2 separate regions of the Delphinus delphis genome follow, and region 2 is linked to region 1. The links are chromatin contacts, called in public Hi-C maps. All regions are on one chromosome and are shown on one strand. Each heading gives the region's core, a stretch centred on a gene start, on an enhancer-like site or on the middle of the called end of the contact. The rest is flanking DNA. Distances are from core to core; before and after follow the strand shown.

Region 1 (3,005 bases), core at 383-2,882:
TTGAAGTTTATTTTCAAGAGGAGTTTGTAAAAGAAGTCCTTGGTACTATTAATCACAGGTGCTTTATTTATTTTATTTTTTAACATTTTTATTGGAGTATAATTGCTTTACAATGTTGTGTTGGTTTCTGCTGTATAACAAAGTGAATCAGCTATATGTATACATATATCCCCATATCCCCTCCCTCTTGCATCTATCTCCCTACCACCCTCCCTATCTCACCCCTCTAGGTGGTCACAAAGCACCGAAATGATCTCCCTGTCACAGGTGCTTTAATTATTCAAAAAGTGTACATGTAAACACACATGCACATTGGCAGTGCATCACACTGCGGGCTGAAGTAAGTAATGACCAAAATAAATATAGCCTTTGCAAGCAGAGCATAAAAACGGATACACATTTCCTTTGGTTTATTGGACAGGAGGATATAAAATACCCTCACCTTACTGATAAAATGAGAAGCCTGTCTTACTGCAAAGCGACACTGCTCTGGTTCTTAACCTGGGGAAAAAAAAAACCTATTATGATCATTTTATGTATACGAACACTTTCAACACATAAGAATTCTTCCGAGGGAAGGGTAGACTATTAGGTAAAATCATTTTACAAAGGCGAGTCAGTTTTTTAAGCTCTGAATATATCTTATAAATTACCAAAAACAGATTATGTTTTTATTAGGCTGTTTCTTTGGAAGTTTGGGATTCTACATTCTACCAGGTGATGCCTAATACAGCTCATGAGTCAAGATGAGTCGGCCACAGAGTGTAACCCTTGCCACGTGCTCCGGGCCGCCCCCGCTTCTTTCTTTCTGGAGGCGGGATACTTCCAAGGTAACCTTGGGCTCCTGCTCGCTCCTACTCTGGTGCAGGGAAAGCACTCCCCCCCCCCCCACCGCCACGCCTCAACTTCCAGGCGGAGGGGCCGCAGCACAATGTCAGCGCCCGGAAGCCCCACGCGAACAGTGACTTGGCTCTGCGTTGTGCTTCCCCGAAGCCCTGAGCCTTAGACTTTTCCCATCAAGTCACCCACAGCTCCTCTTCCTGCCACCCTCCCTCCCCGGGGGAAAAAGTTTAAAGCCAGGCTCCCTTCGTATTAAAGGTTGCCAGAGTCGCTCTCTGGGCTAGACCTGAAGGGGCCGAGGGTCCACAGCGCTTCGGCGACGCTCCTGTCCCGCCCCAGCTTGGCGGGTGGGGACAGTCTCAGACCGTCGGCTGCCTGTACCTCCGCGCCCAGACTGCCGTTCCCTCCTAGCCCGAGGGACCAATTTTAAATATTGGGGCAGGGCACCTTTCCTGGAGACCGGGGAGCGAGCGTGGGTTCGGCCGGACCCCAAAGGGTGGCGGCGCTGCGCGGCGTGAGCGAAGAGCGCGCGTGGGTGTGCCCGGGTGGGAGTGGGGCGCACCCGGGCGGCCGGAGGCGGACCCGCCGGCTGGCAGGTGGGTGCGGCCGGCGGGAGTCGGGGCGGCGGCAGCGGCGGCGGCGGCAGCAGCAGCAGCAAGTGGTTGGGCCGTGCGTATTTCCTTCCCTCCCCCTGGGCCTCGGAGCCCGCCCTCTTGCCCAGTGCGCGGCGCCCGCGGCTCCGCTCCGCGTCCTCTTACCGCCGCCACCGGCCGCTCCTTCCCCGCCCGTCCATGTCCCTGCCCGTGGTGCTCCCGGGCTCCTGCTGCCCTGTGGCTGGGCTCTCGGGCGGGCCGCAGGCCGGGGGCCCGGGCGCCGCGGCGGCCGCCGCCCAGGAGCCGCCGCTGCCCCCGCTACGGCCGCGCTGGCCCCGGGCCGCGGTGCAGCCCCCGGCGCGGCCTCGCTGCGCGGCCACCGCCGCCGCCGCCGGGGTGCTGGCCCCGCCGCCCGCGCTCTCCTCCCGCCGGGCCGCCGCCGCCGCCGCCGCTGCGGCCCCGGGATCGGCGCTGCTGCCCGCTCGCCCGCTGTTGTCGCTCGGTCTGCTGCAGCTGATCCTGGGCTGCTGTATGGTGGCACTCAGCTTCGGGGCGCTGTCGCTGAGCAGCTCCCCGCAGGTGAAGAACTCGTGCCCGTTCTGGGCCGGCTCTTCGGTGAGTGCCGCGCGTGCCCCGCTCACTTCGGCAGGGCCCACCCGGGGAGCAGGGGGGCTCAGGCCGTTCGCCTCCACTGCCCCGTGATTGATCCTTCGGGAGCACAGCCCTTCAGGCCAGTTGAAGTTTTTGGAGGCGTTGAGGCTGGGGAAAAATAAAGGGGTAAGAGAGAGAGGAATTCTGGGGTGAATTGGGTTGCACCTGGACAGTGTCTATTCCTTGTAGGCTAAAGGGTTTTGTTGTTCCTGTCAAACTAATAGAATAAACCCGATTTCCGGCTCTTTGGGAGATTGGAAGGATGGGGGTGGGTGACAAAAAAGCGGGAAGAAAATGAATAAACTTCTTTCAGCTATTGAGTATTTACTTGCTGACAACGTCCGCACGGGGAGGGCAAGGATCTTGATCTGTTTTGTTCACTGATGTATCAACAGTGCCTGGCACATAGTAGGAGTATTTGTGGGATGGATGAAGTGACAGGTTGGCGCACGTCACTTGTTTTTATTCCGGACTAAGGCACAAGTAAATGTTAAGTGTCTGGTGTAGGCTAGCTCCACTGTATCTGGGGACGAGTTCAGGAGGTAATAACAGGGTGTGTGAACGCACCCACGTACTTGGTCATTAAAGGAGGGCCCTAAGCCCGCACTAGGTTCCTGGAGCCACGCAGACTGATGGGCAGAATTTAATTCTCCAGAACCCGAACCCATCGTGGATGAGCTTGCCGAAGTCCCAACTAGCCGGAGATGTCTGCCCCGCTCCGTTACAGGCCCTACCGGCCTGCCTCCTCGGACAGGAAGGCTGTTCTGGGGCAAAAGGCTGCTGCCCTCGAGCGTTTATGGAAACTGGTGGCTGCTCGTCCCTGCCTCCTAACGATTTCACAGCTTCCAAGGCATCCTGCGTCTTGAGGTTTGCTGAGGATTGAGAGACCTGGAAATAGGTTTTCGTGGAATGATTGTGGAA
Region 2 (3,362 bases), core at 779-3,278, 240 kb before region 1:
GGCACTGGTACCTACAGGGTCCCTCCACATCTCTGCACATCCATGGGTGGGGGGGGGGGGGGGGCGGCCGCAGCCTCTTACCAGGTGTGCCCAATTGCCTTTGATCACCTCCCAGAATCTGGAGAAGAACAGATTCTTGGGAGACCTTAATATTCTCTGCTCTGCTATTCCAAGCCTGTTTCCTTGGCTGAAAAGACAGGGCAGTGATGTCAACTTTGCAGGAAGTTGGAGCAGGTACTGGGGCGCTTTCTATGCCAGAACATGCTAAGCATGCTGGTTAATAATAATTCAACTCTCTAAGGAATCATATTCTGAGTGTGTGAGGAAGGGCCTCACTGTTAGTGCCACGGGTCTGGGGCCGAGGCCAACAACCAACACACTTCTCTTTGCCTCCAGTGGATTCTACCAGTGGCTTTAGTGAGTGCTTCTCAGACTTGGCACCATTGGCGTTTTGGACTAGATAATTCTGTGTTGTGGGTGTCCTTCCTGTTCATAGCAGGATGTCTAACAGCATCCCTGGGCTCTACCTACTAGATGCCAGTAGGGCACACACCCTACCCCGGCCTAGTTGTGACAATCAAAAGTATCTCCAGGGCTTCCCTGGTGGCACAGTGGTTAAGAATCCGCCTGCCAATGCAGGGGACACGCGTTCGAGCCCTGGTCCGGGAAGATCCCACCTGCTGTGGAGCAACTAAGCCCGTGTGCCACAACTACTGAGCCTGCCCTCTGGAGCCCGCGAGCCACAACTGCTGAGGCCCGCGTGCCTAAAGCCCGTGCTCCACAAGAGAAGCCACTGCAATGAGAAGCCCGCGCACCGCAACGAAGAGTAGCCCCTGCTCACCGCAACTAGAGAAAGCCCATGCCCAGCAACGAAGACCCAACACAGTCAAAAATAAATAAATTAATAAAATTTATATTAAAAAAAACAGTATCTCCAGACACTTTACAAGGGGGAAATGGTTTCTCCATGCCTAACATCTACATAACAGGCGCTCAATAAAGTGCTGCTTAGAATTACCTGAATGCAGGAAAATGTCTCCCAACCAAAAGAATGAACTGTCAGAGAGCCAGTCAGATCCCACCTCCTTTACCCTGTTTTTCAAGGCCCTGTACAAATGCCCCTTCCTCCATGAAGACTTCCCTGACTGCCCCCACCCCTAGTTGTATATACTCTCCCATGCAACACTGACACCCATTTAACACTCGTCATTGTCCTAAGTATTTATACGTGTGTCTTATCTACTCTATTCACAAAGTACCAAGGTGGCTTTGGTAGAATTTTAACTTTCTATCTCCTCTTCTCACTATCTTACCCATAAAGATGATATTCTCTAGTACACATATTTGACATTTTCTAAAGCGTATTAAAATACGAAAGAACTTTCACAGTTCGTATTCCTTTGCACTACACTACCTAAGTAAAATTTTATTTTAAAATGTATTAACAACTTAGTATTTATTGTGGACTTAATAGGATCCAGGGCCTGTCCAAGAAAACTTCACATAGATTAACTCATTTTATCCTTATAACAACCCTGTTAAGTAGAAACTTGTATACCCCATTTTACAGATGAGGCACAGAGAGGTTAATTAACTTGCCCACTGGCCACACAGGTAGGAAGTGGGCAGGGGACATATTTAAATCAGGCAGTCAGTCTCCTGTCCGCAATCTCCTAACTGCTGTAACCTATACTGGCGGCCAAGCAGCTTCAGGACCCCCACCCGTTCACAGCAAAACTGCAGCTCCCAAAGCCTTTTGTATAGAATTCGTCAGCAGCGGGTCACTAAGCTGAAGTCTCTGGGGTCAGGGACCTTGGTTACGCATTCACTATGTTGCCCAAGGGGTAATCCCCCTGCTTTGCACGAAACAGGTTCTCTATTTTTGTTAAATGCATAAATAGAGCAACGCATGGAAGTTCTTACTGAAGTCTACCTTCTGCTCGTTTCCCAAGCCTGCAGAAAAGGGAAGCTTGCGACTGCAGCTGCAACCCGTGACCACCAGGCGGCGCCCGGCGTCCCCGGAGCAGGAGGCGGAGCGGCCGCAGATCGGGAGGAGCATGTGGACGCTAGGGCGCCGAGCGGCTGCCAGCCTCTTGCCCCGCTCGGCGCCCCCGGGCTCTGCCCAGGCCCGCGCCGGGGCCCCGCGGCCAACGAAGGACTCCCGGCTCTACGGCTGCCGGGGCCTGCGCACCGGGACCGCCGCGGCCGGCACACCCAGCCAGCCCGTGAGTATCCGCACAGGCAGCCGCACGGGCCGCACGCCGGCGTAGCGAGGCCGCGCACGCCGGGCACGCGCACCCGCTCCAGCTCCCGCGGGGCCGCGCTCAGGCGGGGGAAGGGCGGCGGCGCCCGCCGTGCATTCCCCAGTCTCCGTTTCTCCCGGTTACAGTTGCACTGGCTTCCGCTTTCTGGTGAGAAGACAGAGATCTTATCATGCAGTGCAACTGCGGGAACCGCGCGGGCAAGGGCAGGGAAGGCGGGCGGGCATCGGCTCTTAGGGACCTGTGGTGGCTCTAAGCTTGTCAATTCTCTTTGCGATAACTTTAATAATATATGCCAGGTACTATAATATACATGGGCTTTTATGAACGAAACGCTTTCAGCGAGCGAGGTAAAGATGTCAAAGTTGTGGAGCACAGTAGCTAGAGCAGCAGGGCTTTTGGATCGGACCTGGGTTCCAAACTCTGGCCCCTGGACTCAGCAGAGCTCGGGGACGTCGGGGGATCCCAGAACCGCTCTGAGGCCTGTCTTCTTTTTCTCTGAAGGGGAGAGTACCCATTTTGCCGAGCTGGCATGCAGTTTAATTAACACATAAAGCCTTCAGCACTTAATTGCACTTATCTTCCCTCGCGCGGGGATACAAAGAAATACCTGACCCGGTTACTCCACGACTTGAAAGGAGGAAGCCCAAAGAAAGGCTGTGGGGTTGAGAAGGTTACACCGGAGGATGGAGGTGATGTTTAATCAGGGTCTGAAGACGGCAGGGGGTGGTGAGGGGCTCTCAGAGCAGAGAACGGCGTGGATAAAGGCCGGGAAAGTGGGCAACGATCAACTCTGAGTGGTTGGTCCGCTGGATGGATTGTGGATGGTGAAGGAGGCAGGTGAAATCCAACCCAAATTGTTCACGGAGCTCCGGAATTTGGACTTTAGGCCTACACCTCCTGTCGACGTGTGTTACTTGACCCTGTTTGAAGAAACACTGGGATTGGTTGTCAACACTCAAAGCTGGAATCACGGATTTTCCCCTCTTCTCAGGCAAACTAGGTAGTTATGGCCATGCTGGTCCCACGATCCCCTTCTGCAGTTTATTACTCTGATCCTTCTGTGCTGCTCTCACCTGGAGCTGCCCTGACGTGCCTTTC

What was found. A called contact is a pair of places that touch in the nucleus more often than the background predicts.
Region 2: a contact with region 1 is called in a Hi-C map of lung, with 2.8 times the contacts expected there. The contact joins the promoter of FXN here to the promoter of ENTREP1 in region 1. A contact is called at or near these places in 2 of 3 Hi-C or Micro-C datasets (lung and muscle).

Annotation. Positions count from the first base shown.
Region 1 is chr6:49,919,538-49,922,542 of mDelDel1.2, reverse strand. It overlaps ENTREP1 (endosomal transmembrane epsin interactor 1), which reads left to right and starts at 1,632. Exons shown (of 11, transcript XM_060013429.1): 1 at 1,632-2,048. The coding sequence starts at 1,632.
Region 2 is chr6:50,156,299-50,159,660 of mDelDel1.2, reverse strand. FXN (frataxin) reads left to right here and starts at 2,028. Exons shown (of 5, transcript XM_060014649.1): 1 at 2,028-2,225. The coding sequence starts at 2,058.